2 separate regions of the Sus scrofa genome follow, and region 1 is linked to region 2. A link is a contact called in public Hi-C data. All regions are on one chromosome and are shown on one strand. Each heading gives the region's core, a stretch centred on a gene start, on an enhancer-like site or on the middle of the called end of the contact. The rest is flanking DNA. Distances are from core to core; before and after follow the strand shown.

The links. A called contact is a pair of places that touch in the nucleus more often than the background predicts.
Region 1: a contact with region 2 is called in a Hi-C map of skeletal muscle, with 2.1 times the contacts expected there. The contact joins the promoter of ME3 here to the enhancer-like site in region 2. A contact is called at or near these places in 3 of 47 Hi-C or Micro-C datasets (embryonic fibroblasts, heart right ventricle and skeletal muscle) and 1 of 2 datasets of contacts at active chromatin or transcription factors (skeletal muscle).

The regions. Positions count from the first base shown.
Region 1 is chr9:20,487,305-20,493,083 of Sscrofa11.1, reverse strand. ME3 (malic enzyme 3) reads left to right here and starts at 4,069. Exons shown (of 16, transcript NM_001244258.1): 1 at 4,069-4,127; 2 at 4,431-4,628. The coding sequence starts at 4,446.
Region 2 is chr9:20,447,055-20,452,910 of Sscrofa11.1, reverse strand. The region is part of intron 2 of ME3 (malic enzyme 3); the gene reads left to right. Among named protein-coding and RNA genes, the nearest start is that of ME3, 39 kb to the left of the region's middle. Within about 2 kb of position 1,595, at least 10 of the 83 cell types and tissues checked have an H3K27ac peak or open chromatin away from gene starts, as enhancers often do. A contact at or near this core is called in skeletal muscle, where this site is marked.

The sequences.
Region 1 (5,779 bases), core at 2,820-5,319, 38 kb before region 2:
GGTACAACTGCTTGAGTAGAAAGCTGAGTGAGTTTGTAAATAAAGACTTCAACGTGTTTTTGTGATAAGAGTGTGCAGAGATAACAGGGTCGGGCGACCGCCTAGATTAGAAATGTGGTTACTTCACAGATGTTTTCTTGTGAAAATTAGGTATCCACCAATTATGGCAATGCAACAGAGGAAGAGAGAAAGAGACTGCGATGCAATAGACAAATAAGAAACATGTTTTCTTCTGCTACCCAACAAGATCATGCTGTCATTTCTCCTTGTGATATTTTCAGAATGTCATAGAACAGTTTATTCCTGCGTAATGGGCCGGGGGGAGGGTGGCAGGGAGGTGGAGGAAGGGATCAGAAGAGACGGAGACTCAGTTACCCTGGAAACAGCTCCAGAGGAGGGGGTCAGAGAGATGGGACCTCGAGGCTCCATGGTCTCTCTTATGCCACTTTGTCCTTCCCTACTCAGGTGAATCAAATTCAGTTCTGTGGGCATTTATGGCACCCAATACTGTGCTAGGTGACAGTGTAGGATGCAAGCCTGGGAGTAATGAGGACAATGACGATGACCATTAAAATCAGGCTACCGCTGTCCTTTTGGTGCTACATCAGAACCACAGCAACAAGGGATCTGAGCCCCATCAGCGACCTACACCACAGCTCATGGCAACGCCGGATCCTTAACCCACGGAGCAAGGCCAGGGATGGAACCTGCAACCTCATGGTTCCTATTCAGATTTGTTAACCACTGTGCCACGACGGGAACTCCTGATTCGCATCAGTTTTAATTCAACACACTGAATGCCTTCTTGGTGCCAGGTACTGGGGAGGCAAAGAGTTGTAAATGGTGGTTCCAGTCCTCAAGGAATTCCATCTAGCAGGGCAGCAGGTACATATGCAAATCTCTGTGATCAGAATGAAGGGGCAAAGGTGCTCAGGGCCCTGGGACTGTGGGAACTCTGGCCAGGGAGGATGGAAATTGGGTTCCTTCCCTGCCACTCCTGGAAGCAGCATTACAGCCATGGCAGAAGTCAGTAAATGGGATGTGAAGGCAGAGAGACTGAGACAAATCACAGAGACTCCTTAGTTCTGTCTAGTGCTGGACCAGACCACAGGGCTGGCTTGCTAAGGAAGTCAGAGTAATATGGAACTGAAGAAGTTCTGAGATGTTTCCACGGCTCTGAACCTGGCCTCTGTAATCCCATGTTCAGCTCTAAAAGGAAGCTGAGTTGCCCTGTGGCTCAGCAGGTTAAGGATCCAGCATGGTCCACCTGCTGTGGCTCTCATTACTGCTATGGCACGGGTTTGATCTCTGGCCTGGGAACTTCCATATGTCACAGGCACGGCCATAAATAAATATACATAAGTAAACAAATGTAAGGAAGTTGCCTGGAAACCAGAGATGGAAACCATCCACGCCAATAATAATCGGTACCAGTTTCTGAGCATCCACTCCATGCCAAGCACATTAAATAAAATGCCTGTTATGTCCAGATTGGTAGTTACTGGTCCCCAGGACCTATTTTCTGCTTCCTCCTTTTAGTGGTAGACTTCCGCACTGAGCCTTAGCGGAGAGCACACACGCCTTTCCTGCCAGAGACACTACTTCCTGGCTTGCAAGTAGCTGATGTGACTGAGGTTTCAGCAGCAGAATGTGAGGAGAAGTAACGCGTGCCACTTCTATATCATTTCCCTAAAGGAGTGCCCTCCACTTCCTCGTCTCCCTTGCCACCAGCTGGGGTGCTGATGTAGTCATTCATGCTTCAGTGGAGAGGAGACAACACTGAAAGAATCCAACTCGGATCCCTGATGGGCTCTGGAGAACAGAGCAGCCACCTCCTCTCTCCACTGCCTTCTGCTGCTACACCTGGTGAACCTGCCTTTAGCACCTTTCCTTAATTTGGCCAAGGATCAAACACACAGGAAAGAAGAACAATATTGCTAGACTTGTGTCTGGGTTAAGACAACATAGGCCACAGGTGGAGCCACATGAGAGAATCTTAGATGCAAGCTGTGTGTGCTTTGGTGAATAGATGGTATAAAAATTATATTGACTTTTTGGGGAAGCTTTGTTTACATCCTGGTTTCTAGTTGAGTTTCAGATGACTGAAGTTACCTATTAAATGTCCTCCAGGTGAGAAAGATCATTGAATCGAGGAAAGGCAGACCCACAGTTTTTGACTATTTGTTATGTGCCAGGTACCAAAGACGGACGTGTGCACACACACACAACACACACACACACACACACACACACACATACTCTAACCTCAAGATGTGTCCACTGGTGGGAAGATTAACAAATATAAAAATGGTGTTGAGAGGAAAATATCAGTTAATACCTCCAGTTGCAAGCAATCAAAATTCTGACTCAAACTGGTTTAGGAAAAAAAAAAAAAAGATCATTTATGTGTTTATGTAAATGACCAAGAGTAAACCAGACTTTAGGCATTTGAACCCTACTGAAATGGATTCTCTGTGGCTGGGGCCTGGAAATCTGTGCTGCCCCCGCCCCCTGCATTCCCCCACCAGGTAATTTCAATTCTGTTTTGGAATGTGCTTTTAGGTAGATAATTGGGCTGCAAATTGGAGATGGGACTGGTAAGGGGAGAGAAAGAAGGAGGCGATGATTGTGTCAAAGGATCGGAATCCTGATCCAGGCAGAGGCAGTTCCCAGCAGCACAATGTCTGCTGTGTACTTTGCGCACACGCTGAAGGCTGCTTGCGTGGGAGGTGAGCAGGGAAGTCAGTAGAGGACCCTGCCATCTGTCTGGCAGTCAGTCTGAGGGTTCATAGTCCTTATGAAAGTGGCTGTCATTTCCTTCATTCACCCAACATCTATTTATTGTGCAACTATGTACCAGTCATTAAGCTAGAGAGTGAGGATACAGGGGTTTACAAGCAAAGAGACTTTCCTCATGATGCTTACATTTTAGGGGGAGACAGTCAACAATGATTAGAAAATGAGCCGATTACTGGTTGTGTTGAGTTTTGCAAACAGAAAAGTCCTTCACCACATAATCCCTAGTGGAGGCTGACATTGGACTGGGTGGAGGAAAAACCTTCAAGCTGACAACTTAGTGGAGATCTGAGAGCATGGGCGGAGTGTGCCAAACAGAGGCAATAGCAAGTGCAAAGGCCCTGAGCTGAGAGAGTTGTGGTTGGGGTGGAAACACAGAAAGGGGCAAGCGTGGCTAGAGATCAGTGAGAGGGAGACTGGAGTGGGATGAGCCTGAAGAAGTTGGCAGGGACCAGGCTATGGGATAACTAGCAGACCCCAAAAAGAATTTGGATTTTATTCCACATGCAATTAAATGTTTGCTTTAATAGGAATTTCCTGGCTACTGTGTGGAAAAAGTGTAAAATTAGGTTCAGGATTAGATGGACTCCAAGGTTCTTGCCTGGTCCCAACAACCCATGTCATGCTCCTGGGGTCCCCAGGACTGTGGACCCTATATCATTGATGTCCCATAGAACTTTCAGTAAGGATAGAAATGTTCCACACCTGTGCTGGCCTAACCCAAAGCTCAGGTGGATCTCGAGTACCTGCTTTGTTGCTGGTTTAACTGAGGACGTGGAGTTTAAATTTTATTCCATTTAAATGGACTTGGGTAAATATATAGAGACGCGAGTGGCTAATGGCTATTGAACCTGACAACACAACACAACACTAAGCCCTGGGTGCCTGACGGTTTCTACTCCTTACCCAGAAGCCAGGGCCTTCTCCAAAGGGTGGGATTGTAAAAGGGGTTATTGACCCCTAAATGCCAAGCCCCCTCTGTGCATTTGGCTTGTCAAGTGGAGAGGTTGGGAGTTGGAGGGGTGGCATCCTGAGGTTCATTTTGGCACCGCGGAGGCACTGCACCTAGCTGTGAGGCTCTCCACGCGCACCCTGAGGGAAACCCCGCATTGCGAACAAAGGTTTCCGGACCTCTCTTTCCATAAAGCACCAGCCTCGCGCTCTCGCGGCCTCGGGCGCGGTACATTCATTGGCAGGAGGGAAACGGCCCCGCAGCGCCTCGCCCCGCCTGCCCCGCAGCCGGGTCGCGTAGACTCAGCTCCGGGCGCAGCACAGGTGGGCTGGGGAAGCCAGAGACCCAGGCGCGCCACCGCCACCGATCGGGATTGGAGGTGCGGGGAATCCTTGCCGCGCAGTCGCCGCTTTTTCTCTCGGGGACTGGGGCAGAGGTGGCGCGGGCTATTGCCCGCACGGGATCTACTTCCTGAGCTTGCTTTCGCTTTGCCCGGGGCTTGGCGAGGCCTGCGCGCCGCAAGCGCCGGGAGGGAGTCGCGCAGGTGGCCGCGGGGGAGGGGCAGGGGCTGCGCGGCTTGAACCCTGCGGACGCATCCCTGGCTGAGACTCTGTGCCCCTCGACGCGCGTAGGTCCCGGCTGGCCGGGCGGCGCCCCTGACCTTGGTTTCTCCCCGTGGCAGGTCTGCGCAAGGACCATGGGTGCGTCGCTGGGCAGCGGCGCGCGGGTGGCTCTCCTGCCCCGCCAGGCCTGCGGCGCCGTCCGGCGCTGGGCACCCCCCGCGCCCGCCCGAGGCTGCCACTCCAAGACGGGCCTGCCGCGTCCTGTGCCCCTGAAGAAGCGCGGATACGATGTCACCAGGAATCCGCATCTCAACAAGGTAACGGTCCCGGAGGGTGGGATGGCCCAAGCCGCTATCCAGCGCCGGCCGGAGGGCGCCCCGCCCCCTGGGCCCGGGAAGGATCCTCCCAGCCGCCCTTCCAGTGGCTTTCCATTTTTGCCGGGGGAAGCTTGCAGTAACTCGGTTTGGCTTGTATTTCTTCCTTTATTTTTTAACCACTCCTCTTCTCCCTGGAAAGAGGTGATCAGTAACGCAGGGAGCCCAATTTCTTCAAACATACAGACGGGGTTAAGGTCCTCATGACCAGTCCGACGTGGGGTCGGATCTCCCCTTGATGCTTAGTGATTCTGTTGCTCTTGGGCAGTTCATTTAATCACTGTCAGGCCAAGTTCCCCCTCCGTAAAAGCGGAAGCAGTTGTCTCAGCAGCATTGTGAGCTTTCAAGAGAAAATGGAGGCAGAGTCCTTAGCACAGTATCTGACACCCCGTGGGAGCACATGTCAGCTAAAATTGTAATTATTCTGAGAAAAAGGTTGATTTGAGCAGAGACCAAAAAGTCTAGAATTATAAGAACGTTTAGACCTTGAAGGGGCATCAGATATGCTAATTCAAACCTCTCCTTTTACAAATGAGAAAACAAGACAAAGGGAACTTGCCCAAGGTCACCAGCTAGTTTTGGCTCTGCCGCTGAAATCTGGGGCTGGATCTCTGGTGCTTGGGTCAAGTTCAGCTCACTGCTTGTTAGCAGTGCCTAAGAGCACACACGTTTGTTCCTGAGAGTCAAGTTTAGTATCACGGGTGTTAAAAACCCAGGAAGCCAGAGACTTGACGCCTGTCTCCGGGCACCTCCTCAAGTTAGCTTGGGCATCTCAATTTCTCTGAGTGCCACTTTCTGTTGCTTAAGGTGGATGTTAGACAAACCCACCATTCCTACCACATTCAGTTATTATGACAGTCAAATGAATTACTGAATTTGAAATCATATTTTAAACTATATAAAGTGCTTGGTAAATAAATAATTACTACAAAATAAGAACTGTAATAATTTCTTTGAATTAGGATTGTGAAAGTCAAGGGCGGAAGTTCTTGTGGAAAAGGTGTTTTTGAGAAATAGGGACAATTATGTCAATGTTCAGTATGTGACTGTTTCCTGCAGAATTAATAGAAGAGGCTGAGAAAGGAATTTTTTTC
Region 2 (5,856 bases), core at 346-2,845:
AATTCTCTGTATCACCCGTTAGCTCCTGCAGGAGCAAAGGGTATAATACGTGACCCACTGGTGTTTCTGCAGCGGTGCTTTAATTGAGTCTGTTAATGGAGAACATCAGGGAAGAAAGGGGACCTGGCTCCTCCCCCCGGCTAATCAGAGGACAGCCGTCATCCTTGTTTGATTTTTTTTTTTTTTCGCCCCGTACTTGCCACTGAGAAATAGTAGATTTAGAAGCTTCTCTCCACGTGAAATGTCTCCTCTCTCATCATAGAGAGCTTTGCATAAGGAAGACAGTTATGCTGCGGCTCAGAAGCCCATAATTTAGTCAAAGTCCACACAGTGGAGGGATAAATCCAATGGCTTAGTCAGTATTTCCACCTTCTGTCTTGGTTACCTAACTCATTACCTAGAAAGGAGCTGGGATCCTAGGCAGGCAACCAGAACAGAAAAATTATTAAGACTTCCAGGTAGACCTGATCTCCAATCAAGGAGTAAGCCCTGTATTCAAATAGTTCTGAGTGCAGGGGTAGACCTGCTGTAGGACACTGGTTCATGGCCTGACTGCACTTTATAATCACGTAGAGAATTTTTTTTTTTTTTTTGGTCTTTTTAGGGCTGCACCTGCAACATATGGAGGTTCGTGGGCTAGGGGTCACATCGGAGCTACATCTGCCAGCCTACACTACAACCACAGCAACTCGGGATCCGAGCTGCATCTGTGACCTACACCACAGCTCACGGCAACACTAGATCCTTAACCCATGGAGCAAGGCCAGGGATTGAACCCGCAACCTCATGGTTCCTAGTCAGATTTGTTTCTGCGGCGCCACAATAGGAACTCCAACTTAGAGAATTTTTAAAAATACTAAACAGTGATGATGATTGTTGTACAACTATACATGTAATAAAATTCATTGAGTAATTAAATTTTTTTTAATTTAAAAAAGAAACAGTGAAATAAATTAATAAGAGCTAAACTTAAAAAAAAAATGCTAACAATGGGTCCCACCTCCAGGGATTCTGAAAAATATTTGTCTAGAGGTATGACCTATGCGTTAGAATATTTTAAACCTCCCCGGGTAATTCAAGTGTGCAGACAAAATTGAGAACCACTGCTTAGGAAAGACAGAAACAGCATCTTAGACATGAGGCTGGAGCTAAAAATGTCTGCTGTACTGGGGTAGGCATTCTAGTCATCCCCCCAGTACCAGGAAGAGAGATGGATGTGTGGGGGCAGAGGCAGCAGAGTTCAACCAAGGCTGGGAACCAAACCGTCACACTAATTGCCCATGAGGATCATTGTGGGAGTAAGGGGTTGACTCTTATGTGCTGGCTGGCAGTTGCTCTGTGTGTTTAAATCCCAACTCTCCAAATGGAGTGTAAACTCCCTTAGAGTGTCAGACGCCAGCCCCCGGAACGTGTCTCCCACCTTCCCCATAAAATGCTATGCTCTGGAGTGCGGGGCCTGTAGTGATCCTCTGATAACCTGCCAGGCTGTAGAGCAATGGCACGTGGTGACGGCGCGTGAAGAGGATGGGAGGTGGGGGGAGGACTTCAGCTGGAGGCGTGGGTCAGCCCTGGAAAGGGTAATGTTTTCATGTTCATTCATTGCACAAGCCGTCCTGCTTTCATATCTGAAAGGGATGTGCTCGTGTTGGATGTCCCCAAAGCCACCCTTTCCTGGCAGGTCTCTTGACCTCTTCCCGCAGGGTTAGCTGTCTGTGCTTTTCCTCTGGTGCAGGTACACAGGCGTCTGCTGCTGGTGAGAACGGCCCTGGCAGAAAAGCGTTAAGGAGATTCACTGGGTCCTGAGGGTTGTGATTTTGAGGTTGATACTAAATCCCTCAGAGTGAGGAGAGGGAGCAGACTTCACAAGTCAGCAGAAAAGCTGCCAAGAATGTACTTGCCAAATGGCTGTGTCCATGATACTCCAAACTTTGGTAATTTTCCTGTGTGTCTGATTGAAAAATCATATTTGTGGTGTCAGGCAAGGCAAGAATAAAGAAATGATACACTTAATATCTGTACGCACATGGGCAGTAGAAACTTTCACAGCTTAAAGAGTTGTCCTGCCAAAGTTGAAAATCACAAAGAGTAAACAGCTTTGCTCACAATTTTGTTGGAAATCCAGCAAGAGTCCTGGTAGCCAAGTTGCAGAAAGGGGAGAGACGCTAAAGACTGAAGTTTGTTGAGCATTTCTTTGATTTATACAAGTTGTTTTGTAAAGGGTGGATCATTTAATACTTGCCACACTCTATGTTACCCATGTAGATATTTTCAAAATGCAAGTAGGAGACTGTAACCCATTTTCTTTAAGTCCCTCAGTGGCTTTCCAGAACTATTTGGAATAGAGAACCCACACTTTGACATGGCACATGGGTCTTGCCTAGGCTGACTCCATGCTACCTGTGGTCAGTCTGTTCTGACCATGGCGGTTCTTGAGGGGCCCATGCTCCTCCCACTGCAGGGCACTTGCACCCGTGCTTCTCTCCCCTGGAACCCTGCCTCCCACTCCTCACTCCAAAGCCTCCAAATGCCCTTTAACCTCTTCCTTCAGATTCCAAGGAAAGTCTCAAGGTCAGGGGCCAGGCAGCAGACTGAAACCATATCAGTCATTTGAACCAAGGGGCTATAATATAACACATTATCAAATAAGTGCCAAATTAATAACTGGATAACAGAAAGGATGGACTAGAGAGCAGAAGAGAGCTTGGAAACTACAGCCCAGGGACAAAATCTAGCTCAGGGTCGGTTTTGGGTGACCAATGAGCGAAGAATGGGATTTACCTTTGTAAAAGGTTATTTAAAAAGAAAAACCCAAAAACTAGCACGTGACCCACAAAGTTGGAAATATTTACTATCTAGCCTTGACAGAAAAAGCTTGACCACCTCTGCTCTTTGGCATCACAGAGGTAAGAACTGTAGCCACCACCTCCGGGACTCCAGGAACACACGTTGGAGTGATTACAACTTGGCAGCTTAAAGAAGGGGTAGAGCCGAGGGCCCGCAACCCAGACCTCTGAGGAGGGGGCATGAGTGGCGGGTGCTGCTGTCTCAGAGGCTGGGGGTGATGAAGCTGCTTCTACGGGCGGCAGGAAAACCACACACTCTCCCGAGCTGCTCTCATGGGAAGGAACTGCTGCTGCCCAGGTGAAGAAGCCATGACTTTGCCCTGGTCCCACCCAGGGTATGTGAGGCCTCCAGAGGTCACTCCAGGGTAGACAGGAAGGAACAGCGTCTTCTCTCCCACCAGGCGTTCCGTCTCCCTCCATCCTACCCTCTTGCTAGAGCCCACCATAAAGGCAATCTGCAAAGCAAAAATGTGTTTCTCAGAGCACCCGCCCGCAAGTCACAGCACACACCATTAGAGGAGTAGGTTTGGAGGATGATAAAGTAATAACTAGCAGCAGAAACCTTCCCTGAACTCCTTGATGCGCTCAGTGTCACCCATCCGTCGTATCTTTACGGTAGGTACTCTGTGTCTTTTCTCCGCAGCACTTACCGCGGTTAACGGTAATAGCAGGCACTTACCTAGCACTGCTGTGGGGCGGCTGTTCTGAGATGTAATCATGTCTCTCCATTTAATCCTCACCACCCCCTTGTATATTTTTCCCATTGTATACATAATTAAAAGGAGGCACAGAGAAGTTACATAACTTACTCAAGGTTACACGCAGCTGATAGGTAGAACCAGACTTTGAACTTGGACAGTTTTGTTCCAGGGTCTGGATTCTTACCGCCATGGTATTGCCCCTCCGTGTCAGGTTTATGTGTGTGAATCTTGGTGGCTGCGTGTCTCCCGAAGTAGACTGACTTCATGAGGGTAGACTTTGGGTTTCTTCCTGCTGATCACAGCGTCCCCTGCACCTGCCACAAGGTCTGCCCGCAGGAGGGTCTCAGTAAATATTTCTCTGAATGAATGAATAAATGGACGAGAAACTGGAGTCACTGGAAAGTTAAGCCACCTGTTAGCTGTCAGAGCTGAGACTCTACCCGGGTCTCTCTGACTCCAGAGCCCATACTCTTCCCAGTCATGAGCTGGCAGACAAGTGCTTTCTAGCCAGTGACACGGAGTGACAGCCGAGGCACTGGAAATTCGTCACTGCTCTCTGTGTTTTGAATAAGTGGTTGTGTTCCTTGTGGTCTTCAGGGTATCCAGAATGTGTGAGATATACATGCATAATTCACCAATCCCTGCTCACGCCATGTGAGAAAAATCACTGTGCCAAGCACAGTCCCCAAGCCCAGGAGCTGGCTCCTCTAGCCAAGTTTTCTCAGACACATAGCAAGTTAACTGACTATAGGTGTGTCCTGTGAGGAGTTTGGCGATGGGACAAGGCTTCTTGTACCTTTTATTGCATATACTGTTCAAGGGTTTGGATTTTTTTTTTAACAATGAGCATGCTAAAAATGTTTTATTTACGGCACTGAGAAACAGTGGTTCTTTTAGGAAATTTGAACAAAACTGAATGATGCTCATAACTTGAAGACAACATTCTTGCCCCCCTAGCATGTCATCTTCTAACTCTCTCTACCCCACAGAGCTCAAATACTTGGAAGGCTCCACAGGCTGCCTATTGTCCTTTCTCCATACCTGTGCAACACCGTGCACTCAGGGTAAAGCCAGCATCCCCACGGTGGAATGTGAGGTGCTCTGGGATACGCCTGCATAGCAGCCCATGTGCCCTTTCTCTATTCCGCTGGCTGGTGCCAGCGTAGAAGCTTAAAGGAATCACAGGGAAAAAACAGAGAAAGGCAGATGGGCAGTAGGGTTCACAAACATTCATCCATTCAATTCACCTTTCAACCAACCAAGAAAATATAGTCACTCAATGTAATCAGCTGAGTTTTCTACATGGGCTCTTTCACCCGATGAAATTCAGCCTTCATTTCCTTCATTGCTATTCCCATGGACAATAGCAGCTCCAAAAACTCTATGTTAGGTGTGGCTCAGGACTGAAGTCTGGTTGGATGAGGCATTGTGGGGGCACAGGGCGGTGGGGGAAATACAGGGGTGATCTCAAAACTATGTGTGTAGTAACCATATTATTTTTACTTCATTTATTGAGTTGGAAGGATCTGTCTGAGAATCTATAGATTTTACAGCCACTGCTAGTAAAAATCTAGTGAAAGTAGATGCTAGATCTCTGCTGGTTAAAACAAGCAGAGAATCATGCTTGATCTAGATTAAGAAAACAGACTTGGGAGTTCCCATTGTGGCTCAGTGGTAACGAACCCAACTAGTATCCATGAGGATGCAGGTTCAACCCCTGGCCTTGCTCAGTGGATTAAGGATCTGGCGTTGCCATGAATGTCGTGCAGGTCGCAGACTTGGCTCAGATCCTGCAAAGCTGTGGCTGTGGCGTAGGCTGACGGCTAGCTGTAGTTCCAATTTGACCCCTACCTTGGGAACTTCCATATGTTGCATGTGTGGTCCTAAAAAGAAGGGGGGGGGGCAAAAAAAAAAAAAAGAAAAAGAAAACAGACTTGCGGTTGCCAAGGAGAAAGAAGGAGGGAGGGGTGTGGATGGGAAGTTTGGAGTTGGTAGATGCAAACTATTACATTTAGAATGGATGGGCAATGAAGTCCTGCTGTACAGCACAGGGAACTCTATCCATTCTCTTGGGATAGGACATGGTGGATGATAGTATGGGAAAAAGAATGTATATGTGTATGTATGACTGGGTTACTGCTGTACAGCAGAAATTGGCACAACATTGTAAATCAACTATAATAAAAATTTTTTTTAAAGAAAGAAAAATAGAGCATTAAAGGTTGTAGGGATGTCAGATGGAGCCAGTCAGTGGCACTCAGGCAGGCCTGAGGGAATACTGGATCAGGGGCTGGGAGGTCCTCCGGAGCTAC